Regions from separate parts of the Salmo salar genome. Here region 2 is linked to region 1. A link is a contact called in public Hi-C data. All regions are on one chromosome and are shown on one strand. The core of a region is the stretch at or near the end of the contact, and the rest is flanking DNA. Distances in the headings are between cores, read along the strand shown.

The links. Hi-C and Micro-C count contacts between places; a contact is called where the count stands out from the background.
Region 2: a Hi-C map of muscle shows a contact between it and region 1, with 8 times the contacts expected there. The contact joins the promoter of LOC106568359 here to the promoter of LOC106568342 in region 1. A contact is called at or near these places in 2 of 3 Hi-C or Micro-C datasets (blood and muscle).

The regions. Positions count from the first base shown.
Region 1 is chrssa13:97,827,326-97,831,224 of Ssal_v3.1, reverse strand. It overlaps LOC106568342 (solute carrier family 25 member 46), which reads right to left and starts at 2,107. Exons shown (of 8, transcript XM_014138605.2): 1 at 1,628-2,107. The coding sequence starts at 1,877.
Region 2 is chrssa13:98,424,605-98,428,503 of Ssal_v3.1, reverse strand. It overlaps LOC106568359 (zinc finger protein 180), which reads left to right and starts at 2,060. Exons shown (of 2, transcript XM_014138638.2): 1 at 2,060-2,333. The coding sequence starts at 2,171.

The sequences.
Region 1 (3,899 bases), core at 858-3,357:
CTCCTGTGGCGGGCCGGGCACGGTGCACGCTGACAAGGTTGCCAAGTGTACGGTGTTTCCTACGACACATTGGTGCGGCTGGCTTCCGGGTTGGATGGGCATTGTGTCAAGAAGCAGTGCGGCTTGGTTGGGTTGTGTTTCGGAGGACGCATGGCTCTGGACCTCCGCCTCTCCCGAGTCTGTATGGAGTTGCAGCGATGAGACAAGACTGTAACTACTACCAATTGGATACCAAGAAAAAGGGGTGAAAAATACAACAACAAAAAAGAGATTAAGATAGGCAAAAGAACACAGACACTGGAATGAGGAACTCTGCCTAGAAGGCCAGCATCCTGGAGTTGCCTCTTCACTGTTTACCCAATCCACTGCATACTTGTTGATGTGGATGGGGGAGTGCTCTCTCTGCTGTCTCTTGTAGTGCATAATCAGCTTTTTCGTTTTGTTGACGTTGAGGGACAGGTTATTTTCCTCCTCCCTTTAGGCTGTCTCATCGTTGTTGGTAATCAGGCCTACCACTTGTGAAGACATCCATGTCTTCATCACTGGAAGAGCATGTTGTGTCTCAAGGGCACAACAGAAAAACCTCATGATGTGAAATAGGGTCTAAGCTACAAGATATGTGAATATTAAAATGTTTTTAGTTTAAGCGTTGTTAGATAATTGATGTTAACGGTTTAAGGTTTTTGACCTAACTGTTTGTAAGCTTTTAAATGACATCAAACTCAACTGTTTATATTTTCCATTGAAGAAGACATGGATGTCTCATGGTATGGTATGCAAAATGGGTCCATTTTGAGCACGTTTATCTAAAAAGTCACTTTCTGACCACTTCTTCCATGGGCAAACATCAATGGAACGTTTTTAATCAAAAAGGGAATGCTGTCAAAAAGGGATTTAATTCAGGCTCATTTTGAGCCTGTAATTGAACCACCCTGTAGTGTGATTGACATCAATCAATGTTCATAAATGCATCTAAAAGCGCAAATACCCAGGAAAGCTAGTTTATAATATACAGTATGACTCTACCTACTTGAGAAATGCACCTACTGTAGGCCTACACTACACTCCCTCTCTCTCTGTAGGGTATTGTCTGAACCCATAAATGGTGGTCAGTCTGTTCAAATGCCATGTAGGTAATTCTGGACATGTTTGGATATGAGTTGGTTGGATTGTATCAGCGCAATAGTACATGCAATCAAGAACAGAGCCTCATAAAACAGTTTAAAAACAGAGATCTCGGCTTGGCCTACAGTAGTTTGTGCTCTCTTCAGTGTTTTTGTACTTTAATGTCATTGAATCCCTATCCTGCACAGGAATCATTTATATGAATGGTAACTGATTGTAAACATGGATTTCAGGGCGAAGTCAAAGAAAGTTAAACGTATTTTTCTGGTACCAAGACACGTAACGTTACGCTAAAGTTGAAGTATGTCGCATAAGTTACTGTCGGTAATGTAAAGTCCAAATTGTTGACACTGACTCTACTATTCTCAGGCCTAGCTAGCTAGCTTGTTGAAAGTTCAGTGATTTCACACTCAAACACTCATGAATGACACAGTGACGATTTCGTGTCGTCGACATTGTTATGAATGAAAATGGTAAGCGTTGCTGAAATGATGTCCCCTACCGGATGGAGGAGCCGTGGGCAGAGCATCTTCAGCACCAGGTGCTGCAGGGGCCGCCTCAAATTGGGGCGTGCGTTCACCAAAATGTAAATTTCGGCTACCTGGAATATCTGGCGGTGTTGTTACCCAATTCTGCAGGTCCACACTAGAGGAATTATTAAATGACCTCCCACTGTAGCCCCCACTATAAGCAGGATCATCTCTACCTCTGTAACCTAAGCCATCAAAATTGTCCGGTCGCCGAGAAGTCATCCTGCACGAGAGCTAAATAGGAGTGACAGCTCTTTTGATATCACGACTAGTCAAATAAATATGTGTAACTATACCACTTTTTAAATCTACGAGAAACACATTGAAAATTAACCACAGTATAACACCAATTTAGACTGCTAGCAAGCTAGCCACCCTAAATTACTTCGTTAGATACGCTTGCTAGCGAGCAAAACAACAACACGAATGAACTGTCAGCCGATCATATCAGCGGCTCGTCAGAAACACTGAAAGGTACATCCTGGTCATGGAATTTTGAAGTTTGTCAAAATAAAAGTCCCCCACGTAATAGTAGAACCGTGTAAATAACCTGTATTTATTCATGATATATGAAACGTAATTAGCTAAACATTAACAATGAATCTTATTTATTCATATTTAAGTGACATTTGCACTAAATGTCGGTTTTAAAACATGTTCCAAGTTCAAATGAATGGCCACAATGCGAATCACTGTATATGGAATACATATAGGCTTATACAGCAAAAAACTATTCTGGGTGCCACAGTAAAGGTGTTGTAGGGAATACTCAGTAGGGTCTGTAGAATGTATATATGGTGTCATTTCATGGGGCTCTCAATGATACAGAGTATTTCATATACAGTGATTCATATTGTGGCCAATGGAATGTATGGAGTAAAAGTCCAGCAACACTCTGCATTATTCAAAGTCCCATGAAATGACACTACATATAGATTCTACAAACCCTACTGAGTATTCCCAACAACACTTTTACATCGGCACATAGAAACGTTTTTTCTATATAAAACAATATGTAACGTATAGGCCTACAGTGCAATCTTAAAATTTTATTTAACTAGACAAGTCAGTTAAGAACAAATTCTTACTTACAATGACAGCCTACCCCAGACAATGCTAGGCCAGTTGTGTGATTCCCTATGGGACTCACATTCACAGCCAGATGTGATTCAGCCTGGAATTGAACCAGGGACTGTAGTGATGCCTCTTGCACTGAGTTATAGTGCCTTAGAATGCTGCGCCACTCGGGAGCCCTGCATTGGGACCAATGGAATGGGTGGAGTAGAAAGGGCTGCTGGGTAGACCACAGTCATCCAAGAAATAACACCATATATAGATTCCATTGCAAGATCAGTCGGGTCTGTAGAATATTATTTTCTTTACATTAATTTACTTAAGCTCCAGCCATTTCTCAATGTGCTCCACCTTATAATAAAATGTATCTTATATAAAGTAGTAATTATCTTTAGTTTAGATATTTCCCCGATGTAGTTATAATTTTGTAACATTATTTTAACATTATGCCCTATGCAAAGCTGCAATTTATTTTGATATTGTATCATACACATAGCGTTTTACTTTTATTTTGAAGGCAAAATCAGAAAACCGGAAGTGTTAATGTTGCTCCCGGGACACTAACGCTGCTGCCGTGACGCTAATGCCGATCAACTGGAAGTTGTTTCCTTCTCTTCCGCATCCAAACTGCATTGTGGGACATGTTGTTTCTTGTTGTACTTATTTGACCTAGCCGCCTTGCGTCCATGGAAACAGCAAACAAACGAGACTGGTGTGCAAGAGATGAGGGCGAACAATCCATAGATGTTAAATGGAGGCGAGGGAAACAGGTGTCTATACAATTATGAAAGCTGCCAATGTGATAATTGTATATTTACAAAGCTGTGCAAGATGCCTATAATTAAAGTTCCAGTTGTCCATATTGTGGGTATAATTTCCCATCCACACAAAGACGATTTGCAAAATAAGGTCAAGAAATAACCCTCTCAATCAATTCAAATGATACCTGGTAAGGACTGAGTTCGATGCACTGTCCCTTCTTTTTAATCTAGTATATTCAAGTAAAGTATAGCCTGTATGTGTGTAGAGATCTGGACCTTCATGGTACAGGTGGTAGTGATTTGCCCATTAACGTCAGGGTTGCTGGTTCAAGCTCTGTTCTGTCTGTTTCTCATCGGGATTGCTAGACTTCGATCAGTGGTGTGCGACGTTGCAAATAAGATAGACTCA
Region 2 (3,899 bases), core at 811-3,310, 600 kb before region 1:
ACACCTGCCCTCACCGTTGTTAATTGAACTGCGGGAAAACAGACCAGACAGGCGGGGGCGAAGGACACTCCCCTGCTAGTACAGCAGGCGGGAGCAACACTTAGCACACGGTTTCGTCCCCAACCCCCATCTGCTGTGTACCAGAGAGAACCATATCCGACAGGCGGGGACGAAGGACACTGTACCGGTCGCCCCAGCCTCCCACTAGCGCGGGAGGCTGGGGCGACACCGTGTGCTAACTAGTTAGCAAGCAAGCTAGCATACGGTGTTGCTAACAGCCGATCAAGCCCACAGAAGAGGCAGGGCGGAAACGGTAGCAAGTACACACCCGTAGTGCCCTCACCTCCACCTACCTGTGTGTACTAGATATAGTTAGCTACCCTTTCCACCCCCGCCTCTTCTGTGGGGTTTATCTGTGGTTGGAATCCAACATTATGGTGCATTACCGCCATCTACTGTACTGGAACATCCCTGCCTCACGCCCATGTACTGGAGTCCTAGCTTAAACATGTACCAATAGAAGTATAAAGTAGTGGGTTCCTGCAGATGCAGAAACGCACTGAATTGCGGCCTGCAGTTGCACCCTTCTCTTCAAGTTTGACACATCAGTTCGGCTAGCAAGAATAAGCAACACCAGTGGTGGAAAAAGTTCTCAAAAGTCATACTTGAGTAAAAGTAAAGATATCTTAATCGAAAATGACTCAAGTAAAAGTCAACCAGTAAAATACTACTTGTGTAAAAGTCTGAAAGTATTTGTTTTTTAATATACTTAAGTATCAAGTGAATGGAATTGCTTAAATGTACTTAAGTATCAAAAGTAAAAGTGTAAACCATTTAAAATTCCTTATATTAAGCAAACCAGACGGCACAATTTTCTTGTTTATTTTTTATTGATGGATAGTCAGGGGCACACTCCAACACTCAAACATAATTTACAAACGATGCATTTGTGTTTAGTGAGTCTGCCAGTTCAGAGGCAGAGGATGACCAGGGATGTTCTCTTGATAAGTTTGTGAATTGGACCATTTATCAAGTATTTTGGGGTGTCAGAGAAAATGTATGGAATAAAAATAACATTATTTCATTTAGGAATGTAGTGAAGTAAAAGTAGGCAACATTTTAAAAAGTAAAGTACAAGTACCCCAAAAAACGACTTAAGTAGGACTTTAAAGTTTTTTTACACAACTGACAACTGAGCAAGACCTAGAAAGAATAAATCCTCAGGGATTTTCCTTCAAAATATAAGTCCTACAATGAATTTGGTAAAAAAATGATTCAAACCTTCAAAATTGGTAACATTTTATGAGGAAATATAAGCAGACTTAGAATTGTGTTTAACAATATGAAAAAAGGAATAAAGTTAATCGCCTTTATAGCTAAAATATTATTACCACATTGACATTGTTAACAGCATTAAAAGTAATGATTACTAGATAGGTAACAGTAATACAAATAACAAAACATGAATGATAATATTAATAATAGTAATAACAATATGAATAATCATCCCATACTTAATTAGCCCATTCGTATTGCACAATGTTCAGGATGTTTTTCACATTGAACATACAAGTATTTACACCATTTGATGTACATTCTGTCGGAGTTAAAGTGGGGTCCATTCTACTCAGGAGCACTTTGAGTTTTTAAATCCACAGAGTTTACATCCATAGGAGTGTTGATGCTCATTTGGAAGCCCTTACAGAGTGGCCCATCAACTTAAAGAAAATATTGGATTTCAAATTGGACATGTATCGCTATTGCACCATACAAAATGATCTGTACGTTGTGTCACAGTAAAAGCTCCTCTGCGTGTAAACTCTGTGGATTTGGAAACTAGAAGTGCTCCTGAATAGAATGGATCCCATTTTGCTGTGTATGTACAATATGAAAAACGATTGGATTAAAGTGAACAAATAACAATATACATGATTCTTTGAATGATAATTAGTATCAAATATCGATAAGTGTACATTTTCCATAATTGTCGACCTAATTATTCATTTACAAAGTAAACAGGACGGGACTCTTATTCCGAAGGATTCCAAAAATCCATGAACCGGAAGTACTTATTTATTCTTGCCTGCTTCACAGCGGTAAATTTGACAACAAGTTCTAGCTAGCTACGTGTATTTCAGGAAGATCTTTTGACCCCGATAATCTTCAAACAATGACTAAATTACAATATCTGAATGTATATCTAACTGAGCGTTTGATGCAAGCTGCGGAGGAGATACTTGGAGTGGTCGGAGACACGATATCCGAGTACCAGGAAGAAATAACCCGGACAAAGAGAGAGAACCAATACCTGAAACGACACTTGATCACACCGGGTATGTAGCCATCTAGACTACTGTACTCTTATTTACACGTATTATCTAGACACGTATTGCATTGTATTCTACAGTATTTTACTCTGTAGGGCAGAGAGACGGTGAATACCTAACGTAGCAGGCGTAAAGAGACGCCTGGGCGGAGGTTAGCTTTTTTTTAGGGGAAACGGCCGTTAGGTTCAATACTGAAAACCGGAAACAACCGATTGATTGTATCTACTCGCGGAGAGTCGTCAATCCCAAACCACCCATACCAACGCGTTTAGAGGGCCCTCGGTGGCGAGGGGATCAATAAACCCATAAAGTTTGGGACACACTGGTGACTGAAATGCAATACATGTTACACTTTTAAATAGTAAAAACGAGCATTCAAATTAACACCCACACAGTCGTTTTACAATATTTCCCTTTTATTTTAAAAGGGAGTCCCATAACTCTCAAACCCTTCTCCATATCTAAGGTTTCCAGCTGTTACATTCCACCACAGTTGGCTCCACGTGAACTACATTTTACATTTTAGTCATTTAGCAGACGCTCTTATCCAGAGCGACTTACAGTAGTGAATGCATACATTTCATACATTATTTTTCTGTGCTGGCCGAACCCACAACCCTGGTGTTGCAAACACCATGCTCTACCAACTGAGCTACAGGGAAGGCTATATTTTTGGGTGTCAACAATTCCGAAGCTGTGTTTTATTGTTTAGAAACGCCAATCATCACTTTCAAACCAGTTTTCTAAACACATGCTGATATTCCCCATATCTTTCATATCAGCAATACATAATATTTCAAATAAAGAAACACTTACAGTAGCAGTTTTGCACAGATGCACAACCTGTGTGCTTCCTGTTGACGAACCACACTACATCCCCTGTTATGCTTACACACAGGTGTTTGTGTAATGCTAGATAGCTATTTATCACAGGTTGCGACCTATGTCTTATAATTAGGTACGCCTCCATTATTTTGTGTGAACTTGCACTACATGCCACGACAACTGCCATTGAGTGTACTTGTAAACAGTACAAAGCCAATTAGCATTACGTCACTACATGTCATACATTAGCTAGCTAGTACACACTCTTTAGGCCTACTCTACGCACTCAATGAACAGTTTTTTTTGCGAACAGTGTTTTGTTTGAGTAATATTATTAGACTAAGTTATGACTATCCAATCTACTTATCACAGGAATAGTAGGCTATTTTACATAAGTCTGACAGCCTGTGCCCAAGGAAGCGAAGGTAACCTGCCTAAATGATTACTGCCCCGTAGCACTAATGTCGGTAGCCATGAAGGCTGAAAAGCTGGTCATGGCTCACATCAACAGCATCCTCCCGGATACCGTAGTCCCACTCCAATTCGCATACCGCCCCAACAGATTCACAGATGACTCAATCTATATCGCACTCCACACTGCCCTTTCCCACCTGGACAAAAGGAACACCTATGTGAGAATGCTGTTCATTGACTACAGCTCAGCGTTCAACACCATAGTGCCCACGAAGCTCATCACTAAGCTAAGGACCCTGGGACTAAACACCTCCCTCTGCAACTGGATCCTGG